Linked DNA regions of Mus musculus: all the other regions are linked to region 2. The links are chromatin contacts, called in public HiChIP or PLAC-seq maps. All regions are on one chromosome and are shown on one strand. Each heading gives the region's core, a stretch centred on a gene start, on an enhancer-like site or on the middle of the called end of the contact. The rest is flanking DNA. Distances are from core to core; before and after follow the strand shown. Region 1 has its middle 12 kb from the start of Dkk3. Region 2 overlaps Tead1 (TEA domain family member 1). Region 3 overlaps Dkk3 (dickkopf WNT signaling pathway inhibitor 3).

The links. HiChIP or PLAC-seq counts read pairs in DNA pulled down with a chosen protein or histone mark.
Region 1: a contact with region 2 is called in an H3K27ac HiChIP or PLAC-seq map of stem cell-derived neural progenitor cells, with 4 times the contacts expected there. The contact joins two enhancer-like sites. A contact is called at or near these places in 2 of 484 Hi-C or Micro-C datasets (liver and uterus), 2 of 115 datasets of contacts at active chromatin or transcription factors (pancreatic cancer cells and stem cell-derived neural progenitor cells) and 1 of 9 other capture datasets (embryonic tail).
Region 3: a contact with region 2 is called in an HNF4G HiChIP or PLAC-seq map of pancreatic cancer cells. The contact joins two enhancer-like sites. A contact is called at or near these places in 2 of 115 datasets of contacts at active chromatin or transcription factors (astrocytes and pancreatic cancer cells).

Annotation. Positions count from the first base shown.
Region 1 is chr7:112,168,985-112,172,378 of GRCm38.p6, forward strand. No RefSeq gene overlaps it. Among named protein-coding and RNA genes, the nearest start is that of Dkk3, 12 kb to the left of the region's middle. Within about 2 kb of position 1,542, at least 59 of the 459 cell types and tissues checked have an H3K27ac peak or open chromatin away from gene starts, as enhancers often do. A contact at or near this core is called in stem cell-derived neural progenitor cells, where this site is marked.
Region 2 is chr7:112,824,629-112,827,905 of GRCm38.p6, forward strand. The region is part of intron 2 of Tead1 (TEA domain family member 1); the gene reads left to right. Among named protein-coding and RNA genes, the nearest start is that of Rassf10, 130 kb to the right of the region's middle. Within about 2 kb of position 1,778, at least 183 of the 459 cell types and tissues checked have an H3K27ac peak or open chromatin away from gene starts, as enhancers often do. A contact at or near this core is called in pancreatic cancer cells and stem cell-derived neural progenitor cells, where this site is marked.
Region 3 is chr7:112,136,398-112,139,964 of GRCm38.p6, forward strand. All of the region lies in intron 4 of Dkk3 (dickkopf WNT signaling pathway inhibitor 3), which reads right to left. Among named protein-coding and RNA genes, the nearest start is that of Dkk3, 21 kb to the right of the region's middle. Within about 2 kb of position 2,009, at least 58 of the 459 cell types and tissues checked have an H3K27ac peak or open chromatin away from gene starts, as enhancers often do. A contact at or near this core is called in pancreatic cancer cells, where this site is marked.

The DNA.
Region 1 (3,394 bases), core at 292-2,791, 660 kb before region 2:
ATTTTAGTGGAGCCCACAGTTAAGAGACTTTGAATTTTAAAAGATACTGGATATTTTAAAGGGATTGAACTTTTAATATGTAAGGATTGTGAGACCTTTAAAGTTATTTAGATCTTGGGGATGAATAAGAACAAATGGGTTGAGGCTTACTAGTGATGTGTTTGTGTGTCAAGTTGACAAGGGGTCAATTGTACTGGCCGGTTTTGTGTGTCAACTTGACACAAGCTAGAGTTATCACAGAGAAAGGAGCTTCAGTTGGGGAAGTGCCTCCATGAGATCCAGCTGTGGGGCATTTTCTCAATTAGTGATCAAGGGGGAAGGGCCCCTTGTGGGTGGTACCATCTCTGGGCTGGTAGTCTTGGGTTCTATACGAAAGCAAGCTGAGCAAGCCAGGGGAAGCAAGCCAGTAAAGAACGCCCCTCCATGGCCTCTGCATCAGCTCCTGCTTCCTGACCTGCTTGAGTTCCAGTCCTGACTTCCTTGGTGATGAACAGCAGTATGGAAGTGTAAGCTGAATAAACCCTTTCCTCCCCAACTGCTTCTTGGTCATGATGTTTGTGCAGGAATAGAAACCGTGACTTAGACAGCACCCCAGGAGGCCTTTTCTGACAAGCGTTTGGCAACCAGGCCTCAGATGCTATCCTGCAAAGCCTTCTAGACTCATAATCTTGGATAAGCCAGTGTGTATAACCCTAACATTTCCTTACTTTTTGAAATATGGTATCTCATTTGTTACAAAAGAACAACAAAAGTCTGCCTTAAAAAGAAGAAACTTGCCAGGGGCCATTGCATTTCGGGATGGGCTGAGCATGCTTGTGAGGTGTATTCGGGCACGTGGATCTGGAGGTTAAAGGACCAACTTCAGTTCACTTCTCTGGAGCAATCCACCTTGATGTTTGAGATAAAGTCTCTCATTGGCCTGGAACTTAATGATTAGACTGAACTGGCTGACTATGGAGCCTCAGGGACCCACCACCTCCTCCTCCCCAGTGCTTGGATTACAAGTGTGCACTACCAGACTTGGTTGTGGTTTTGTTTTTGTTTTTGTTTTGTTTTTGTTTTGTTTGTTTGTTTTTTACATGGGTGCCAGGGATCAAGCCCTTCACCCACTGAGCCACTTCCCTATTCCCCAACACTGCAACTCAATTATAAAAGCGTGGTCCAAAGCAATACTACTTCCTCATCTCCCAGGTGAGCTGGCAGTTTTCTCCACTTCTCTGAGCTCTGTTGGCCTCCTCTACAAAAGGAGGGCAGGAACTCAATCTCCCTCCCGGGTCTGTTGTAAGAAATAGCTCCTCAAAGCACCCAGCAAAGTGCCTGGCTCATAGGAAGCCCTGGGGAGCACTGACTATGGTTAGACAGCCATCAGCAACATCATTACCAGGCCTGGCTGGCAGAGCTTTAAGCCTTTTATCACACACGGACATGGGCAGGAACAGAGCCCCTTTGTGTGGGCCCAGCCAAGCTCTGGGAAGGCCGGCAAGGGAGTGTCCACAGTAAATGTGCTAGGACCACAAAGAGCTTCGGAGAGTCCAGCGGACTGCCCTTTTTGTTTACGCAGGCAAGCCTTTTATCTCCCTCCCAGCATAGAGCTGCCAGGAGAGCCGGGTCAGAAGTTCACCTAATAAACAACGTTTGCATGCAGAACATGCCCCCATCCAGTCCCGGGTGCTGATGCTGGGGTTCTCAGTTTAAGGCTGTTACTCTTGAACCAGGCACAGTGATGCATGCCCAAGAAACTCCATCACTTAGACTCACACACAAAACAACAAATGTGTTGAAGGTTTCCCAGCCTGTGGAGCTACCAGAAGGTTCCACAGCCCATAGGATGTACAGACTAATATTGCTGCAAACTCAGGTTAGGAAGCCCGTCATCTGAGATTAGTGGTCTGGTACCTCATAGGGGGTCAGATTCATACTGAGCCATACACTAAAGCCCTGGGCCCAGCATTGGCCACAGACAACACAACCATGATTCCTTAGAAGTACTCTGGTGGCAAGCAGTCCTTCCTCTGAATCCAGGCCCAGAGACCAGGAGAAAAACCTGCAACCAGAGCATCTCAAGAAGGCTCCTAGAAGTTCTCAAGAAACGGTCTTGGCACAGTGACCTTTGATCCCAGCACATAGGAGGCAGAGGCATGGAGAGCTCCGAGAGTTTGAGGCCAGTTTGATCTACTCAGAAGGCTCAAGGCCAGCTAGCGCTACATAATGAGACTGTGTCTTGAAGGGGGGAAGAAAAGTAGTAATGGAATTTTGTGTGGTTCCTCTACGTCACTGCTGAGCACCCACTCAGTCATTGCAGCATTCACTATAGCCAGCTTAGTAGCTAGTAGCCGACTTAAAAGCCAAGACCGACTTAAAAGCCAAGAGAATGTAGTATACAAATATACAGAGTTATTCAGGCATAAGAAACAAATAAAGCAACTATTTTCAGGAAAATGGATGGAGCTAAACATTATCTCAGTATGTGAAATAAGCCAGATGCTCAAAGTCAAATCCCCATCTTCTCTCCCATAGGTGGTGTGTTTATTAGCCAGGGCTCCATAGAGGAACAGGGCCAATAGAATGAAAAGTGTTATGAAAAGACCTTCACAAGACTGGTTTACAAAGGCTGGGTCATCCAACAATGGCTGGCTGCATGTTGGAGGTGCCGAGAACCCAATCTGGTTGTTCAGTCCACCAGCTGCCGGCTCCAGCAAACCCAGTCTGGCTTGGAGGATTCTTCAGGAACTGTTGGTCTTCAGCCCATGTTGGAAGGCCAGAGAAGCTGGAGTCTGATGGCCATGCAAGATGTAGCAGGACCAGCAGTCAACAGAGGACAGACACTGTCACCAGGAGGGAAGCAGCTTAGACTTCTTTTATTTTATTTTATTTTATTTTTGAAACAAAATTTCACTATGTAGCCGGCCTGCAACTAGCTATGTAGCTGGCCTGCAACTAGCTATGTAGCCCGAGCAGGTCTGGAACTCCTGCTTTCCAAGTGCTAGGAGCAAAAGTGTGTTCCACCACACCCAGCCTTCCAGCAGTTTCTTAACTACAGACAAACAAAATCTCTGGAAGTTGAAATGGGACAAGGGATGTGTGGTGGTTTGAATAGTTTTGGCCCCCATAGATTCACAAATTTGAATGCTTGGCCCACAGGGAATGGCACTACTAAGAGGTGTGGCCTTGTTGGAGGGGGTGTGGCCTTGTTGGAGTGGGTGTGTCTTTGTGGGGGTGGGCTTTGAGGTCTCCTACACTTAAGCGCCATCCAGTGTGAAATTGGTCTCCTGGCTGCCTGCAGATCAAGTTGTAGAACTCTTGGCCCCTCCAGCACCATGTCTGCCTGCGCACTGCCATGCTTCCTGCTATAATGATAATGGACTAAACCTCTGAAACTGTAAGCCAGCCCCAA
Region 2 (3,277 bases), core at 528-3,027:
GGAAAAAATTTTATGTTTTTAAACCAGATGTCCCTGTGGCTCACTTTTTTTTTTTTTTTTAAATGTCATTAGAACTGTAGCTGGGATAAATAACCAACTATTGCCTACAAAGCCTAATATTAAGGACTAACCAGCCCCAGTTCCTGTTACATCACTTCCTTTTTATCTTTATAAATTACCTTGTGGCTTAAAAATGACATCTTGGTGGTGGATGGGGGTTCTTTTTATGACTGAATTATTTAAGTTATTTTCTCTGGAGACTCTTGAACTTTAGTAAGCTAGAAAGAACGTAAACGTTTAAAAATGAATATTCTTTCTGTCAATCTCTTGCTCTCCCTCATGGGGCACGATTTGATGTTTGAAAGAGCAGTTTAATTTCAGATTCGGTTAGTTCTGAGTCCTTATTACAAAGCAGATTTTATTCAAATGGTAAAAAATCTTAACATTTTCTCATCTTTAGAGCTGGCCTAAAACACAAAGATTTAAGAGCAATCTCCTTTTGCCCAGTATTAGGAATCTGTGACAAGTAGAGTGACTACTACTTTCCCTTGTCAGTGAGTCCATCCATAAAGCCCACTAGTCACTTTGCACCAACACTTAGCCTGGCTGCTGCCTCCTCTGTCACCACTACCACCATCAGATTGTACAGGCGTAGGGGTTGTGTTTGGGGGTGCAAGAAAGACTATTGTTTCTAGACACCCAAGTATGGCCGCAGACAAACCCGCAGAGCAGCATGTCCGGGAGGGAGCATGTGTCTACTCAGAGCGCCAGATCAACCCCAATAGTTTTTCAGGGATGCTAACCCTCTTGTAACTGCCAAATTGGATTTGTCGCTGAATGAAGTATCAGCTGCTGCGGACAAGGCCATAAAAGCCAGCCGGCTGGCCCCTTTGTAGGCGAGGCTTAGCCAACGATTGATATGTTTTAGCACTTTCAGAATTATTGTGATTAGGAGGAAACCATTCTGAATGAGAGAGAAAAGGGGGAAGGACTTACAGTCACAGCTGGTGAGCAGCGTGTGTTTGCAAAGAGGAAGTCACCATTATGGCTTTCTCCTGGTTCCTGCCCTCAGTGAATAGTGTGAAATCTCGGGAGGAGGAAGTCCTGTCCCTACTAGAGTCTCCTCTGCAGGATCTGGAATGTTTAGGATTTGAGAAGCCTGTGCGTTTAGACATCAAGGTGTGTGCATGTGCGCAATACACAGTGGCTAAATGCACACTGGTCACCACGTGTGAGTGAATTGAGTTAATTAACTGTAGAGCTATCACTAGTAACAATGAATGTCTTATCTTAGATTTCCCACACCTGAGGTTCTATGACGCACTTTTAAAATAAGACTCTTTGTCACCTGTCCTCAGGGTGGCCTTGCAGGTTAAATGGGAAGACACAGTGCCTGGTTTAGGCTGTCCAGGTATCATACAGTGTTTTTAGACCGAATATTTTTAGGTACCACCCGTCCTAGGAACTCTTACCCTGATCGTGCACCAGCCAGGAGGCAGCTCTTGGAGTGGCTCAGAGCTGTGTGGCTTTCCCAGCATTCCCAAATACACATGGATTGGCTGCCTCTCTCGCAGTCCCCGAGGGCACCCCATTCCAGTTCAGAGTTTGCTCAGCAATACAACTCAGGAAAGAGGCCGGCTTGCCAGGTCCCGGGGAGAGCCTTTCCAAGCCTGTGAAAAGCACGAAGCATCCAGCAGCCGAGCCTGCTTACAGCTGGCCCTCCTGGCCCTCTGCTAGCTTTGATCTGCGAATCAGGCCGCACCATGAATGCCCTTATTGTCATGTTCTGTGTACACAGTGTGTGAATTATTGAAAATAGGGAGGCCTGGGCCTCATCTGGTAGAGATTACAGTGCAGGCATGCTGGGCGAAGGTCTGTAATTGAAAATCCCCAGATGCTGTTTATTTGCCCTTTGTCACATGACCTGCAGCAGGAAGATTGTCTGAACAAAACGCTGCCTGCGTGGAGAGTAGAGCCTGCCATCCCCCACCCCAGAGCTTCCACAGGCGCAGTCAGTACACAGCTTAAACACCTGCCCGGAGGATTTTTAAAGGCTTAAAATAGATTCGCTCATAGCATTTAAATAGAAGGCATCTTGCTTGTTGGTTTAAACTGCTTAAGCGGTTGTTGACTTGTGGAACCTTCTATCCACACGAGGGTTTGCTGGATAATTTCACTTTGAGATATCTTTACAAAGCAGAATTCAAGGCTAGAGCCATATAAGGCTATGACGCATGGGCTCTTGAGTGTAGTGGGTGAGCTAGCAGATGTATAGTCCTTCTATCTTTAGAAAACATTATGGATACCCAGCATATGGCCCTGAGTTAGTGAGTTGATTCTTACCTGTTTGACCTGTTGTGAAGAAAAGATGTTTCCTGGAAAGTATTTTCTCAAAGGCCAACTTACCTTTTTGTCAGGTGGATTGGGGCAGATGCTACTTCTAAAAGCTATGAAGGCCACCAGAATTTTAAAAAAAAAAGGAAAGCCAGGTGTCCCAATACAAGCCTCTCAGCCAACTACTCCAGGCTTAAGACTGAGAGATAACTTCATAGACAATTTTCAACACCAGCCTAGGCATCGTGGGGAGGCCCTGTGTCGGCCGGATGGATGGGTAGGTGGGTGGGTGGGTGGATGGATGGCGGATGGGTGAATGGATTCTGAAGATACAAGGTTCTTAGTTTTCTGAGTTTATTACACTCATCCTACCTCTGGTCCTTTGTCTCACCTGCCGCTCAGAGGGGAGGGAAAGTCACAGGTAGTTCAGTATTCCACAGTCTTTCCACCCAGATCCTGTTGTACCTTAAGGACGGGAGCCCTGGCTTTTCCTTCTTCTGCCAGCATGGAGCTCTTTCATGTTCCCCGTGGAGAGAACACATCAGATGACTGCTTCTTCTGCCCCACCGTGCTGCTCTTCAGAGTAAAAGTGTTACAGGAAGAGATGGAAACCAGCATCAGTATGGCGGCCGATCGTAGCCTCTCCTGAGGTGCTGTGAGCCAGGAAGACAGTAGTCTCTGGAATCAGAATATGGCCCCTGCTTTCATGAAGCCCAGAATTTGTCAAGGAAATTGGGCAAATCCGTATACCATATCACCAGGCAGTTCTTGTACAGTATCCAGAGAGTCAGGAACTGGTGATCAAAAGGTCCTTCTAGTGGTCATGATGTCCTAGGCCGTGGTGTCTTAGGAACTTAGACATTATTGTTCAGCAGTTTTGGGTGGACCACAGAGGCAGGAAAGAGTGAAGGCTAGTCATTTTATCCAAAAGGAACAGCTCCCA
Region 3 (3,567 bases), core at 759-3,258, 690 kb before region 2:
CTACCCCGAGAAGCCAAAATATTAAGTCAGAAGAAAATATTTACACTTATTCCACCTCTTACTGGGGGTGGGGGTGTGCTATGTAACCCAGCCTGTCCTCCAACTCCTGGTCCCCAGCTGCCGGTACCCAGCACTGGAATCACAGGTGTGTGGCTGTGCTCATTGCTTCAATCCCTTCTCGGGCTGTCAGTGCGTGCCCTTCCCACTGAGCATCGACAATGGCCACACAGCAGAGCTTCTGACCACAGTCGTCCATGTTCCAAATCCTACTGTACTGTGCTATTCTGCAATGCACCCCAGTGTCTTATTCCTACTCTGTGATGCAGAAGTGACAGCAGGTCTAGAGAGAGTGGTGAGGTCTGTGGCTTTATCTCCATTCATCATTTCCGGCCCTTGCTGGGGAGGTGACCAGAGAAGCAGCATTCTGCCTCATGTGGGGCACCAGCTCTGCTTGTCCAACTGTGGCCCCCTGTCATTCCTCAAAGGTGTTAACATGGCCTCTGCCCTGCTCACCCCATCCCAGCCATTCCCTTCCACTGACCCTGCACCCCACTCTGAAGGAAGAGCAGACATGACCTGGGCCTCCATTGGTTCCGTTTGGACCTATCTCCCAAGAAGCCTCTGGGACTCAAAGATAACCATGGGTAGCTTTGCACACACTAACTGGAGACCCCAGTCCGGGCTGAGAATGTGGGGCCAGTAGTGCTGGCTAGAAGAAGTATATAAGTTTTCTTCTGGGTCTTATACGTATATAAGCCCCAAGGCAGGGGCTGCCACGCTGCAGAGGCGACTTCTGGAATCAGAACAGGGAAAGTATTGCCTCATCCGAGGACACGAGAGACCAGGAGTTATTTGGGGTTTGGCTTTTATGTTGTTTCTTTTTGAGACAGGGTTTGCTACATACCCACAATTGGCTTCAAACTTGAAATCCTCCTGCCCCAGTGTGTGTATCTCGCAGTGCCTACAATGATGAGATTTGAGAGGGGGAATATATACTTGTGGCAGACACAGGTTCTGAAACCAAAAGTCACTGTGGGAGGTTATATTGCAGCCTTTCAACAAACCCCAAACCAAAAAGTCCTGTGAGAGGCTGAAGAGATTGCTTAGTGGTTAGGTCACTTCTAGAGGAACCAGGTAAGAGTCCTAGCATTCACATAATAGCCTACAACCTTCTATAACTCCAGTTCCAGGGGATCCAGTGCCCTCATCTAGCCACCTTAGGCACCAGGCAGGAGACTGGCACATAGACATACATGTAGGCAAAACACCCATATACATATTTAAAAAAAAAAAGAAAAGATCCCATATGCTGGGAATCCCACTCCTGAGTACACACCCACAAGAATTGAAAGCTGGGTCTGTTTTTTTTTTTTTTTTTTTTTATGGTGTGGGAGGACCAGACATTGACATACATTTCTCTTTCTTCATTATTCTTCACATTATTGTTTGAGATCGTGTCTCTCTGAACCGGCAGCTCACCATACCGTCTTAGGTAGACTGGCTGGCCAGTGAGAACCTGAGATCCACTTGTCCCCACCACTACCCCCGGAGGGCCAAAAACTGAAGGTTAACCTCAGCTATATAGCAAGTTTGAAACTAGTTTGGGCTGCATGAGATCAGGCCACTAAAAAATAGAAGCAAGCAAGCAAGCAAATACACAAAAACTCCACTGAAGAGATATGTTTGTTGGAGTCAGTAAAGACTTCAAAGCTCTATCCCTCCTGTTAGTATTGGTCCTGCCACCTACTAGCTTGGATTGTTTCTCTGTGCTTCCATTATTCCATCTGTAAAATGGGGGTCAATGATTATCATCCCTGGATGGCTACCATGCAGATGGTGGGAGGGGTACTAGAAACCTCTCACAAGGTACCTGGCACACAGTAGTCGATGTTAGCTTTCACTGTGTCGACTCTTCGCTGTCGTCATAATCACTAGGTATTATGGAACTCTTAGTCATTTCTCCACAGCTTGTATTTACCCTGGCTCGAAAGTGGCTGGGTTTGGGGAGGGGCTCCTTAATCTGATCACATCTGAGTCACGGTGACCGAATGAGGGGCCAGCCATGGGGAGAATGGCAGACCCTGCTTCTATTACATTTGTGATATTATTTTAAAAACAAAACAAGATGGGCCTACAGCTTTGTGGTTTTCAGAACCACGCCAAGGGCAAAGAAGGGCAAGACTCCACAGATCTGACAAACAGGATGCAAAGGCCGCTGGGTCAGTGCCTGGAAGAAGCACTAAGTTCCCCGGGCAGAAAGACAGCCACACGCCTGCACCAGACACTGTTTGGCCCCTACATGTGCAGAGGTCACAGAACTCATTGTGATCTCTGCAGCTAATGGCATTGGCCTAACCAGATTATTGGTACAATCAGTGTGAGTTATCTGTCCCATGCTCCACATTCAAGTAAAATGTTCCAGACTTCTAGGCCCAAAGCCAGGCTCTTGCAGGACACAGACTCTACAGCCTGACGGGGACTTGGGTTTTGAGCTTGAGCAAAGCTGCATTCTCAGAGATGATCTCTGCCACCCAAGCCGAGTCCTCCTGGCTCCCTGCTTGGGGAAATCATGTGATAGCTCATAAACGGAATACAGAAAGTGATAAAGCCTTGTGGACACAGAACATGCCTAATTCAGCATGTCTCCTGACTCCTTGGCTGGGTTCTCCAAGTCTCCTGACCCAATCCCCACCCCTTCCCAGCGTCAGCTGCTGTTCCTACCATGGCCTGGCATTCGAAATAAGTGTTCTGCAGTTCTTAAGGCTCTTGTCTTCTTGGCTTTGAACAAACAATGCTTTAGTGAGGAATGCCCCTCCCCCATGCAACTGATTCTCAGACACCCTTGCAAATACAGCCTAATCGCCGCCTCTTCCAGGAAGCCCATCAAGAATGCAAAGGGCTTGAGTCTCCCCTGCTTTCAAGATGAGAAGGAAGCCCTCCTGTCTTACACAAGACCCTGGGGTGGGAGAGGAAGGCTTTGTTTTGTTTTTTCTGTTTTTTGTTTGTTTGTTTGTTTGTTTGTTTTCTCAAGACAGGGTTTCTCTGTATAGCCCTGGCTGTCCTGGAGCTCACTTTGTAGACCAAGCTGGCCTCAAACTCAAAAATTTGCCTGCCTCTGCCTCCCGAGTGCTGGGATTAAAGGCGTGTGCCACCACGCCCGGCTAGACGAAGGCTTTGATGGCAGCTGCACAGAAGCAGTGTGAACCTACCGTCTGGCTCCCTAAGCTGCATGCACACATTGGGGAAATGCTACCTGTTGCACCTTATGCCTGAGGACCTGGAAACATAAAGAATAAAAGCTTTGGTGCTGGAGCACATCACCTTCTGATAGAGAGAGACCTTGCCTCCCTCCCACATCTTCAATACCCTAAAGTCTAGAACAACGGGGCAGTTAGTGTCTTGGCTTACAGAGCAAGCAGATTCCCTACCAACCCACCCAACAAATTCCTCTCAGGCTGCTCTACTTAGTTCAGTCTCTGCCTCAGAAACCATGTGGTATACACCCATATACTTGAGAGGCTGAGGCAGGAGTCTAGGACCAGACTTGGCTATGACAGCCATAGCAAG